2 separate regions of the Sus scrofa genome follow, and region 2 is linked to region 1. Evidence: chromatin contacts called from public HiChIP or PLAC-seq data. All regions are on one chromosome and are shown on one strand. Each heading gives the region's core, a stretch centred on a gene start, on an enhancer-like site or on the middle of the called end of the contact. The rest is flanking DNA. Distances are from core to core; before and after follow the strand shown.

The links. HiChIP or PLAC-seq counts read pairs in DNA pulled down with a chosen protein or histone mark.
Region 2: a contact with region 1 is called in an H3K27ac HiChIP or PLAC-seq map of alveolar macrophages. The contact joins the promoter of LOC110256626 here to the promoter of TXNRD2 in region 1. A contact is called at or near these places in 2 of 47 Hi-C or Micro-C datasets (retroperitoneal adipose tissue and subcutaneous adipose tissue) and 1 of 2 datasets of contacts at active chromatin or transcription factors (alveolar macrophages).

Annotation. Positions count from the first base shown.
Region 1 is chr14:51,383,195-51,389,789 of Sscrofa11.1, reverse strand. It overlaps TXNRD2 (thioredoxin reductase 2), which reads left to right and starts at 4,694. Exons shown (of 18, transcript NM_001168702.1): 1 at 4,694-4,794. The coding sequence starts at 4,716. It also overlaps a transcript of COMT not described here.
Region 2 is chr14:51,623,456-51,630,055 of Sscrofa11.1, reverse strand. LOC110256626 (proline dehydrogenase 1, mitochondrial) reads right to left here and starts at 5,137. Exons shown (of 14, transcript XM_021072532.1): 1 at 4,838-5,137; 2 at 801-1,009. The coding sequence starts at 5,110.

The sequences.
Region 1 (6,595 bases), core at 3,445-5,944:
TAGGCCTAGGAGTTCCCTTGTGGTGCAGTGGGTTAAGGATCCAACATTGTCATTGCAGCCACTCAGGTTACTGCTGTAGTGTGGGTTCAGCCCGTGGCTCAGGAACTTCTATATGCTGTGGGCATGGCCAAAAAAATTAGGTTTATCTGTTACATTCAGTTGCATGGGAAGCACTGTCAAATAAGAGATGCTTAAACTTTCCCCACAAAATATTTGTACAGGTAAATGTTATTAGCTAAGTATTTCAGAAATTGGTCAATGCTCTTGCTTTCCATATATCCTGGTATAAAGTTATCACTCATAATTCCAGTTCATATATATATATGTGTGTGTATATATACATATATGTGTGTGTGTGTGTGTGTGTGTTTTGTTTTGGGGTTTGTTTGGAGGGTTTTTTTTTTTTTTGCTTTTTTAGGGTCGCACTGTGACGTATGTAAGTTCCCAGGCTAAGACTTGAGTCAGAGCTATAGCTGCCAGCCACAGCCACCGCAACGCAGGATCTGAGCTGTGTCTTTGACCTACACTACAGCTCATGGAAATGCTGGATCCTGGAATGCTAGATCCTGAGCAGGGCCAAGGATAGAACCCACATACTCATGGATACTAGTTGGGTTCATTACCACTTAGCCATGACGGGAGCTCCATTCCAGTTAATATTTTAGGAGTTCCCATTGTGGCACAGTGGTTAACGAATCTGACTAGGAACCATGAGGTTGCAGGTTTGATCCCTGGCCTTGCTCAGTGGGTTAACGATCTGGCATTGCCGTGAGCTGTGGTGTAGGTCGCAGATGTGGCTCGGATCCCGCATTGCTGTGGCTCTGGCATAGGCCAGTGGCTGCAGCTCCTACTGGACTCCTAGCCTGGGAACCTCCGCATGCTGCGGGAGCGGCCCTAGAAAAGGCAAAAAGACAAAAAAAAAAAAAAAAAAAAATATATATATATATATATAAAATGGTGTGTGTGTTACAGAAACAGCCAAATTTCCTGTTGCTTGTGTTTTTAGAATAAATCTCATTAGCTCCTTTTTTTCTTTTTCTTTTTCCTTATTAGGGCCACACCCACAGCATATGGAGGTTCCCAGACTAGGGGTCAAATGAGAGTTACAGCTGCCTACACTACAGCCACAGCAACACAGGATATGAGCTGAGTCTACAACCTACACCACAGCTCATGGCAACGCCAGATGGTCAACCCATTGAGCAAGGCCAGGGATCGAACCTGCATCCTCATGGATGCTAGTCAGGTTCGTTTCCGCTGAGCTACGTCAGGAACTCCACTCTCATGAGCTCTTTAAGAATTGCCATTTTAAGTCTTCTGTCAGCTGCAGATAATTTTGTCTCACTCTGATGCTTCTCCAAAAGCATGTGAACTGGGCTGCAGGCCAGAATACTTCATGAGCAACAAAGAGCACCTGCCTCAGAGACCCACAGAAGAGGCTGTGCAGGGACCTCTGACCAGGGGTCAACCAGAACTCAGAACTCTGCTGGAGAAGCCCATGGGCTCGAAATGGCTAACCCAAGGTCAAGCGGAACAAAATATAACTACAGGAGACTAGGTAAACTGATAAAGGAAGAATACTGTTGGCTGTTTAATGTTCCGTTTTCTGGATATTAAAAAAAAAAAAAAAAAACACCTTTCCCTTTTCTCTTAAGCTATCTCTGACTCATAACAATCTGGTAAGTTTTATTTCTGTAAAGAAAATTAAAGCCTTTATCTTTTTCTTACTGCCTGATCATTCCAAAAACCATAAACTATTATTGAGTATCTACTTTCGTGGCAATATAGTTATCTGTACAGGTTTAATAAGAATCTGTTCTTCTTGTGACAGGACATAACTGAAAACCTTGGTTGTATTACCAAGGAATGTCATATTTGACATGACATGGAGTCAGCTCTGATTAGACAGTTTTAAGGAACCGAGGTCACTTTATGGAACCAAGGCTTACAAAGCCCTCTAGAAAACCCAACCTGAGGCCTGGCAACCAGGGTCCCCAGACTCTCAGAGAACAAAATAGGTCACCTTCTGCAGGCCCAATATCCTGCAAATTGGGGGGGGGGGCTTGAGCAGAGAGGAATTCTACAAGGAATTGTTCACCAAGTCTACAGGTGAAGTGTGATGGCACATTCCTGACTGGATTTCCTAGCCATGGAAACTTTTGAAGTCCAATCTGAGATTCCCTGTAAAAACCTACACTGAGCGAACTTTAAAAAAGGCTCTGTGTCAACTATTATTCTCGGTGCACTTATATGAATAATCAGCCCAAGTCTAGGGAGACCTGAACTATTTTGTAAACAAAAACATGACTGTGATTACCTTCGACCAAAAAGGGAAATGGGAGTTCCTGTTGTGGCTCGGTGGTCAACAAATCCGACTAGGAACCATGAGGTTGTGGGTTCGATCCCTGGCCTTGCTCAGTGGGTTAAGGATCCGGCGTTGCCGTGAGCTGTGGTGTAGGCCAGTGGTCGTCTGTAGGTTGCAGATGAGGCTCAGATCCCGCGTTGCTGTGGCTGTGGCGTAGGCCAGTGGCTACAGCTCCGATTAGACCCCTAGCCTGGGAACCTCTATATGCTGCGGGAGTGGCCCTAGAAAAGACAACAACAACAAAAAAACAAAAAACAAAAAAACAAAAAGGGAAATGACCACAGAGAGCAATTTTGTCCCAGTGGAGAAAATAATACAAACTGTGGGTCATAAGGGTCCAGGCCTGTCCTTCGTGTCTGAGGTCTGACATGTAAACCAGACTGCACTGTCACCTCACATTGTTGCCCCTCACCAAACCCCCAGTTCTTTCTGTTTCCTCAATATCTGCTACAACTCTCCAAATATTCATTTTCCCCATTTTCCTCCCTCCCTCTGGCTCAGTGTCACTAAGAACTAAAAGCCGACTGCTCAGAACCTTCCTGGATTTGGGTGTCCTGTAGCTGCCCTGCCCTCAGGGTCTGACAAAGTCCTGAAAGCTGAAGGCAGACCAGGTGGCAGGAACTTCAGAGAACCCCTCACCACCACCCGTCACATGTGGGCCATTACATTCAGCCATCAAAAATCCCATGTCCCTTGGGCTCTGCACCAGGACACGGGCTTGCCTGCAACTCTGATGTCTATGCCATCAGCACAGATATTCACACTGCAAGCCAGGAAATCCATCTGGCTGCCACTATGGCCTCATCCCACCAACTAAAGATGCTGAGAATTGAACATCCGAAATCTTCTCAACTGGCTGACCTCAGGACTCAAAAACAGGGTTTACTGTTGGCTCCAACCATTCAGCAATGAGATTCTCCCTGACAGACCCCAACCAGGCCCCTCAGAGCCCTCTTCTCCACCTATAAAGGCCTCCTATAAAGACTGGAACAAACACTAACTGTGCCACAAAGCTCAAGGCCACTTCTGCAGGGTAGCCCAGCCTCCCAAGATGCCTGCCAACACTTACTGCTTGCAAAGAAAGCAACCATTGTAGCCGCACCTCCCAGCTTCTGCAGGAAGGCAGGAGCCCAAATTCCAGCTACTGTGTAAATGGGTGTCACATGGACCATGGTCTCTTTCCACTTTTTGTAATTTTTCACTCCCTGACTCTCTCAAGCCTCAATGTCTGCCGCATTTCTCCTTTTATCTTTTTTTCTTTTTCTTTTTCTTTCTTTTTTCTTTTTTTTTTTTAGGGCTGCCCTGCGGCATATGGAGGTTCCCAAGCTAGGGGTCGTAGCCATAGCTCCTTAACCCACTGAGCAAGGCCAGGGATCCAACCTGCGCCCTCATGGATCCTAGTCAGATTCATTTCCGCTGGGCCACCCTGGGAACTCCCCCACCCTCCTTTTAAAGGCCCAGCCCTCTCTGAGTAAGTCTAGAGGGATTCAAGTCCTTCCTCTACTGTGCAGTTACCAGAGTCTGCTGTGTTCTCCTAACTCCAGTCTTCGGGCAAGCCTCAAGGATGCCCCAGGAGTGGAAAGCCCTGGCAAGCAGCAGTATTCAGGAATCCGGCTGGAAAAGCCTAAAAGGCTGGTCTGGGGCAGGTCATACCCCAGCTTCCCCTTCCTGGTGGGGCAGCCAATCTGCTGAAAGGAAAGGCCCAGGGCAGTCCAGGGCCTGCCAGCAGTGCCCCTGGGAGGTGGTTAGGCCCCTTGACCATACCCCACAGTTGTCTCCCTCCAGAGGTCAAGGGCAGTGAGTCAGACTCTGATTCTGAAACCTGGTCCAGGTCCAAGCTCTCCCAGAAGCCACCCTCAACCCCAAGGTCTGAGTCCTGGAGGCTTGTAGTGGCCCCTGTGACCAAGTGGACCTGCACCACGACTCCCCCTCCCTCCCACCACCGGCCCCCATATCAGTAGACCCCACCTCATGTCCAGAGCCCCCACCCCAGGTCAGAGACCCCATCTCAGGTCAGAGACCCCACCACGGGTGGGAGCCTCCCCATGTCCAGGGATCCCGTCCCCGCCCCATGTCCGGAGAACCCCCTCCACCCCAAGTATGGAGATCCCCATCCCAGGTCCGAACCCCCATCCAGGTCCGGAGAACCCCACCCCAGGGGGAACTCCACCAGAGTCCTAATTCTCCCCGACATCCGAGGCGCCCTGATCGGCCCCAGACGCCCACTCCTCGTCTGGACCCCACCTGGTGGACCCTCGCGGGCGCACCCACCTTGTGCAGCCGTCCGTGCAGGCAGCGCGGCAGACAGCCCGGTCTGGCCGAGGACCCAAAGGCTGCGGCTGCTGAGACGATGGCGGCGCTGCGGGGACCTGCCGGGCTCTTCCGGTGGCGCTTGCGGGTCGTGCCGGGAGGGGCGCGGGGCGCAGCAGGTCCTGCGGGGGCAGACGGGGCGGAACGGGCGTGGGGTCGGAGGTCTGAGAGGGGGTCGGGGCTAGGGCGGGAGTCCTCGCGGGGGAGGAGGGGGTCTCCCGCAGGTCCTGCCGAGCGGAGTGACCACTGCCTGGTCCCCCAGCCCAGCGTTAACTAGAGTCCTGGCAGAGGTGATAATGGCAAGGCCACCACGTGCGGGTGCCCTGCACACCCCACGTGCCAGATCTCGCCACCTCCTGCCCAGTCCTAGCGCCACACAGCAGCATGTGCTCAATACATGCACAGGCAGGGAGTCACAGAGGGGACCAAGGGAACCCACGTGTTGAGCTCTGCTGGTGCTGTGGCTCTTCACTGCCCTATGGGGGCTCTAGGGGAGGAGAGGACTGGCTGCTGGACCTCCTGAGCTATCAAGGGTCCTGGGCCAAACCAGATGGAGATCCCATAACTGTAAGCAAGGGGAGGGGGGCTGGGCACAGGGGAGGGTTGGGGCCAGCCCTGCAGGACTGGCTCCCTCAGAGCAGACCATAGGACCACCATAACTGCCATGGCAGTGGGCCACCGCAAGCATGATGCATGCTCCCCACCACATACCTGAACAGGGACCACCCCCCAGACCTCACCCCTGGATGACCCCACAGGGAGTGAGTGCTGAGGGGCTGGAAGAGGGACAAGCAAAGAGCTCCTTCCCAGAGATGGTGCCCAGGGGAGGAGTGGCTGGCCTTTGGCCAGCCTTGTGCCTCCGTGGCCTGGGGAGCAGGGCTAGGGTAGCCCTGCAGAGTCTGGGGAGGCAGTTACCAGCTCAGGAGGTGGGGACGGAGCACTGCTTTCAGTGGCTTTGCTGGCCCTAAGGACCTTGCTGCACATGTCACACCGGAACTTTGCAATGTTTAAAAGCCCTTATGCAGCTGCAGTCAAGCCCAGGCCCTGCAGGCTGGTAGGAGAACTTGACCCTGGCTTCTGTCTCCACACTCAAGGCCAGAGGGGAGCCCCAGGGCCAGGGCGAGTAGGAGCTCACAGGGTGGGGGGATGGTGCCAACACCCAGCAAGGACTCCAGGGTCTGATTTTAAGCCTCAGCTTCCATTTTAGGCCGGAAACTCCTCTGAGCAGGAAGACACCTGCTCTGTCCAGCATGGGGGTGGCCGATGTAGCCCCTGAACAGGAACTGGAGTGACCGTGCTGCTGGTTTTCACCATTCCCGTAACCTCTGCTGCCAGGAAAGAGCATGGAAGGAGGACAGCTGTGTGGATGCTCCCCAAGCTGGCTTGCAGTGGCCTGTGGGCACCCAGGAGTTTCTACTTTCCCCAAAACACCATTCCCTCAGCAACCTGGCCCTACTTGCTGGGCTGCTCTTTGCTGGTTGCAAATCAGGCACCAGGTTCAGAGGGGAGCAGAAAATTAAAGGAAAGTGAGTTCAGGATATAGGGCAAGACAGACCTTTTCAGGCTGAGCCCTGTGTGCAGGGAAGAGGAGTGGTTGTGAGGTGCCCTATGGCGCCCCATGGTGTGAGTGGGTACATCTCCAGCTGACACCCTAAGGGCAGTGCCTACCCTGCCTGCCTGGGGGTCCTTTAGGACCCTTCCCCATTGACAGTTTCCTCAGACCCTCTCAGGTGTTTAAGGGCAGATTTCTTGCCTCTTCCAAGTGTTTATCAGACTAACAGGGCTCCTGGGCGTACACCGTGGGGAGAACAAACCGCCAAAGATAAGCCCACAATCCCTGGGGCCAGCTGCTTGCTTTGCCCTCTGCCTGATAGAGTGGGGCCGTGGGGCACGGAGATGCAGCAGGGGCCCTGCTGTGGC
Region 2 (6,600 bases), core at 3,888-6,387, 240 kb before region 1:
GGCTCTGATGGTTGGGCACATCTGGGCTCTGATGGTTGAGCGCAAGCAAGGGCCCAGCCTGGAGGGTACAGATGCCAGCACAGGAACCAGGCCTTTTGCAAAGAAAGGGCTGGTCCTGCCTGGATCTCCCATGAGGCTGCTACCCAGGAAACACAAGGTGACCTGGTCCTTGAATTCTGTCCTATGGCCCAGGAGGGTAGGTAAGGGGGGGTTGCCCATCGTGTCCCCACACTCACTTCCCAGAGAACAGGTCCTGCAGCCAGTTGGTGACCTTAGCAGGAGCCACTGGGCTGGTCTGCCACATGCTCCTGACAGCACATTCCCTTCTCCTCAGACCCCCAGGCAGGCTCCACACCCACCAGGTGAGCCTACCTGCTCCAGGCAAGGGTGGGGGAGTGGGGCGAATCCAGTGGGTCAGGAATTCTGGAAGGGACGTTTCAGCAGAGCAGGAAGCCAGAGCACTTCCCATATCAGAGTTGGCAGTTGTATTTTGTAAACTATTTTGAATTTCAGATAGTTTTCTCAGGTCACAAAAAATTACTCTCGCTTTGTTTCAACCATTTAAAATACAACAGTGATCCTTAGCTTGTAGACTGTTCAAAACCAGGCAGGTTGGGCTGGGGACCACAGTCTGCCAACTCCATCCTCGCCTCTTCTCTGGCCTCCCGCACACAAGGCCATCCTTAGGGGCAAGAACACATCCCCAGGCAGGCCCAGGAGGGCTAAACGGGCTCTCCCGCCAGGCCTGGCCCACCCCCAACACGCTGGGGTTGTAGCAGGTGCACCTGCACAGGCCTTACTCCATCTCCTTGCGCTCAGCCTCCTCGGTGGTCAGGTCCTCCTCCACGCTGTAGTCCAGGATAGAGCCTACACCGAAGGCCCTATTATGCCGAATCAGGGGCCGGATGGACTCCTGGTCCTCGCCAGCCACAAACTGCCCATAGAAGGTCATCTTCATCAGTTTGTCAAACAGCCTTTGCCCCAGAAGCCTCCTGGTGAGATGGAGCAGCTGGAAGGTAAAGGGAAGTGCTGTCCTGGGCCACCCGCCTCCCTGACCACAGCAGCACACCCCTGCTTCCCCGCCCATCACAAAGCCTCTCCCCAGGGCCATATTTGGCTCATGGCTTTGGTTTTACAGTGACACCACCAGAAGCAGCTTGTTTCTCCACTCATTGCAACTGTCCATCACCCACTCCTCATGAGGGTGGCTGGTCCTAGGCGCCGCTCTTGCCTCCCTGCCCTGCATGCTCAGGGTGACTCCAGCAGCACAACACAGTTGCCTGAGCACCACTTGGTGGATAAAGAAGTGACCAGCAGGTCTCTCTGGGAAGAGCAATGGTGTGTTCATAACATCCTCTGCATCCACACCCCTGCGGGTTACACTGGAGAAGAGGAAGATTTGGTGTGACTTTCTAAAAGGCAAGCACCAAGAGTTACCACTGTGGCACAATGAGATCTGCAGTGCCTTGGGAGGGCCAGGAGGCAGTTCCAATCCCCAGCCGGGCTCAGTGGTTCAAGGATCTGGCATTGCCACAGCTGTGGCTTAGGTTGCAACTGTGGTTCAGATCTGATCCCTGGCCCAGGAACTTTATATGCTGTGTGGTGGCCAAAAAAGAAAACAAGAAATAGAAGGCAAGCACCCAGATTTTTCAATATTTGACTCACTGCTTATTCCAAGTCCCTAAACAGTGCCCAGCAAGGGGCCTACCCTCCAGTGGTTGTGCAACAGATGAACATGTGCAAAACTCAGAATGAATGTGAGTTCCACTGGAGCCAGGCCACCATCACCTGGACCAGCGGGGACTCAGCATAGTCACCCAGGCCGTAGCTGACCCGCAAGTCAAGCACATGTGTCCTCGGGAAAGACACTTAGCTTCGTCCTCCAATCATATCCCACCACACCCCAAATTTCTGCCATCCTTCACTCAAGTGTTCCAGGCAGCTGCCTCCTGCCCGGCATAATTCTAGGCTGAATGAAACAGACAAGGAGCTCACCTCCTAGTCAGAAAGAAGGAGGGGAAGGTAACTCCACAGTGATTCAAATGGAGGGTGAGGGGTGCTGGCCAGGGCAGGGTGAGACCTGTTTGCAAGGAGGTGACATGGAACACCTGTTCTGGGTGCAGCCAAGACAGGAGGAACAAGGACAAGGAGGGGCAAGGGAGCAGACCACTGGGAGGACACAGCCATCATGTGTCTGAGAATTCCCGGGTGGCCACTCTTGCCACCTCCAGTTCCAAGACAGGAAAAGCCTAAAGTGTCTCAAATGCAGTGAACAACAGAACCCCACCTCTTTTTGTGAGGACCATCTCTTGGGATCAGGGTCTTAGAGAACAATCTCTGACCTAAGCAAACACATGAGCGACTCACACACCTTTATCCGCCAAGAGTCCCCAGAGCCCACACCCGCTCAAAGGCAGACACACCAGAACTGTGGCTGGTGCTTCAATGAGATGCTTAGGGGCCACACCTATAGGAGCCACACCTATAGGAGCCACACGGTATCCCAGGGGTGAAGGTTTCCAGGCCATCGCTTCTGCCTCATTGCAGTCTCTGTGCAGCGTCTGGTTTTACCGCATCTCATTATTTTTATAAAGAAGAGCAGAAATGGAAAGTGAAAGTGCCAACCTGGGAGACGGCCAGGCCTATGTTGCCTTATAGGAGGTCTGGCCAGAAGTCAGACTGAAGACAGAAAGAAGGAGGGGAAGGTAACTCCACAGTGATTCAAATGGAGGGTGAGGGGTGCTGGCCAGGGCAGGGTGAGACCTTCTTTCTGTCTTCTTTCTTTGCTCCAACAGGCCAGAGCAGCCTCACAGGAAGAAAAGCCAGGTCTTGGACACATCAAAGTTCACCCCAGAGGTAGGTGAGGTGAATCAAGGACCTGAAAACCATCCCTTAGCTCTGGAAAAGGCCTGAGGTCATACATGCCAGTTCTGCAGAAACCCACTGTGTGTGGAAGTGGGCCACTGTCTGCACTTGACCCAGCAAATTTTCCTGACCAGGGCCACATGGTAAATAATTTAGGCTGTGTGTCTGTTGTAACTACCCAACTAGCATGAAAACAGCCCTAGCCAATGCCCATCAAAGGTGGAGGAGCAAGGCTGATGCTGGGATGTGGTCCAGGGGTCATGGGCTGGCGACCTAATGATTCCCAAAGGGAGGCAGGGCTCAAAGGGAACCACAGCGAAGGCTACCGGAGTAACCTCTCACCCTCTCACCCTGGCTAAGGGGAGGCCAGCCAGTCACAGAGGGCTATGGAAGCACCTGGGGCAGGGCTGGCAGTTTTAAGCCAACTCCAGAGCAAAGCAGTCCCTGTAAAACCACCCCCGCATCAGGCATCCCCCAGGGTGGCACTAACTGAGGCCAGGGTGGTCCCACCTCTTCTCCAGAAAGGAGCATCCTTCATGAATTTAGTAACTTGAACTAGAAACACAAACACTCATTTTCATTATAAAAGGCTCCAAGAGATGCCTGCAGAGTGAGGAGGACGGGTAAAGCCGGTTCTCTCCTCCCTAAACCCCCCACCCCCCCAGGGCCCATCCCCCTCTCTCACACACTCCAGCACTGGCTCACACCCAAGCATAGAGCCTTTCATCCTGGAAGACCTGGATTTTCTAAACCCTTCTCAAAAAGAACAGCCTCCTGGCAAGTGCAGGCCCCCCACTGGGTCCTGAGCCAATGCCACAGCTCCAACTGGGCTCCTCCTGCAGGCTGACATTCCCCTGGGCAGGAGCTGCACAGACCTGCACTGACTCAGAAGGAGGAATTCTTGCTGCAGGCCAGAGTACAAGGAGGAGGTACTCTGGTAAGGGGCCCACAACACTGCAGCTGGCCTCTGTCCCAATCCCTCCAGCACCAGGCCCCAAGACCACTGTCACCAGTGGAACAGGTCCCACAGAGGGCAGGCAGAGGACCCAGCACAGTTACTGGGCTTCTTAAGGATGTCCCCAGGGCACACAGGACAGAGAGGAGCCTGGGAGGAGCCTCCTTGCTCCTCCAGGCACCCATGGCACTGGCACTTGTCCCAGGCAGGCACCCAAGGGACAGTGGAGCTGACATGTCCCTCCCACCATCTCCCACAGTACCCCAGGGCCCCAGCTCTGCTAGATTCTCTGATTTTGAACTTGGCCCCCTCAGAGCCACCCAACTTTAGACCTCACCACTCACCCACGTGGCCTCACATTCACCTATGCCCAAGGTGTGGCTCGTTGCTTCTTCCAGATGTCTCCAGAGCCTCTCCCTCAGCCCACATGCCCTCAGCACAGTCTCACTGAGAAGTCAACACCAATGCATGAAAAGCTTTCCAGACCCTCCACATCAACTGGACTCTGACTTTTAAACTGTTCCCAGGATCAGAAGTGACTAAGACACTTCTGCTTTTTACTTCCTCCCAAGCTCTCATACTTTTCTAAATACTGTATTAAAGTTTCAAAGGCTGCATATTCAGGAAAATTCCCAGTTTCCCTCAACACTGTTCAGAGTGGCCACTTCTGGGGATCCCTTGGGTCACGGCTTCCTAGAACTCTGGGGTCCTAGGCTATGAGTCCTTCAACACAACCAAGCTTCCCTGCGGGCGACATGGACAACACTCAATTTTACCTTTTAGGTGAAAATTTAAACTAGTCTTTGTTTGTAGTTGCTAGTAACTGACACAGTAAAATTTAAGGGCCTGAGAGGGAATGCAGGAAACACCTCCCTTCCTGACTTCCCGGCTACAAGCGATGCTCCAGCGACCCTGCTTTCCACTTCGAAACTTCATAGAGGCACCGAGAACCGGCAGAAACGCCCGCGGGGCCCTATCCGCGCGTCCCTCCTGCACACCCCCCCGCCCCCCGCGCACCTGCTCGTGGCGCGCCAGCAGAGCGGGAGAGGCGCAAAGGCGCAGCACCAGCAAGCTTCGCACCAGCTCCCAGCTGCGCCGGCTCCGGTACGCCTCCTGCGTGTTGCCGAAGTCTACAGCGGGTACTGGGGGCCGCGCGGCCTCGGCCGCCCCAAGTCCCCGCTCGGCTTCCGGGCCCGCGGCAGGCTGCTCGCGAGTCGCCGGCGCCGTAGACAGTGGGGCGCGGCGGGGGAGGCCGGAGCGCAGAACAGAGAGTACCCGCCTCAGACCCATGGTTGGGCTTGAGGGCAAGCCGCCGGCTGCTTAAGTACCCGCCGCCGGCCCCGCCCTGCGCTCGGCCCCGCCCCGGCTCTCAGCCCCGCCCGCGTCCTCTCCCTGCCGCACCCTGAGCTTCGAGCTACGCCCTCTACCCAGAGGCTTCATCCCGCGCCTTGCCCAACGGTGCGCATCCACTGGCAGGCCCCGCCCACCAAGGGGCGGCCACGTGCGCCCAGTACCCTGAAAGCCCCGCCTTCTCAGCTGGTGGCCGCACCCCCTAGGAGACCCTGCCTCCTTGGCTGACCGGCCTCCACCTGCACCACTGGAACTCCGCCTCCCACCAACATCGCACAAATGCACGCCTGGGTCTGACTGTAGGTGTGACCTCACTCGGAGCTGACCTCACCCCCCACCTTGCTCACCTGTTTCACCTCATTTGCTGGGTGCTCCACGCATCTCGGTGTCCTGGACACAGTAACCTGTTTGGCACTTTGGAGTGTATAATTGTGGGGTGGTCCTGTGTATGCAGGACGTTGATCAGCACCCCAGGCTTCTAACCGCTAGGTGCCAGGGGCATCTCTCTCCCAGACCTTGCTGATGTCTCCAGGGGGTACCATCTTCACACCCTGCATTGAGGAGGCTTCTAGACTTGGTCACAGGTTTCCTCCTGCCGCCCCCGCCTCCACCCCCGCCCCCCTCCCCTTTGAAGTTGAAAGGGAGACACAGGGGGCAGGTGGTTAAGACCCAGGAGCAGAACTTGGGGATCCCTTCAACAGTTCAGAAACCTAGTTTGCCAAGAGTAGGCCAGCCTTGGCAGCTGGCCATGGTCACCCCCCCATTTCCTTTTCTGGATGAACTTCCTCCTCCCGAAAGCCATTCAGGGACTCCTTGCTGCCACCTGGACAAGACTGTAGGGCTCAGCCTGGCTCATCAGCCCTCTCAGCTAGGCCCTGCCTACACCCACCTTACCTCTCATTGTGTAGGTCAATCTGCTGTCCCTCCCCCTGCACCCAGCTCCTTCCCTCTTCCTCAGGGTCAGCTGGGCACCAACTTGACCTGACAGCTCCCTCTTTTTACACTTGTCTCTGCCTCCTGCTGTGTCCCTCCCCAAATGCCCCACGAGGTGTCTTTACTGAATGAAAGAAGGAGCACCTGTGACGTGGGAAGTTTGATGCCAGGCCCTAGGCTGGTGACTGGGTTGGAGACTCATCCTCCAGGCCCTGCCCTGAGCCCTGAGCCCCCTTGGATCATGCCCAGCCCACACCCGGCACCCTGGCTCCTGCTTTCTATGCAGACACCCCATTGGTGCCATGTCTCTTCTCTGCTGGACACATCAAGCTGGCCTGGGCTGCATTCCCTCAAGAGCATCTGCACCTGTTACCAGGATTGAACCCAGGTCCCCAGTCCTCAGCATTCCCCCCAGGAACACATGTCAAGACAAAGTGCAGCTGAGCAGTTTCGCAGGTACCTGGTGATATACACACCAGTCGGTGTGAGTCTGCGCT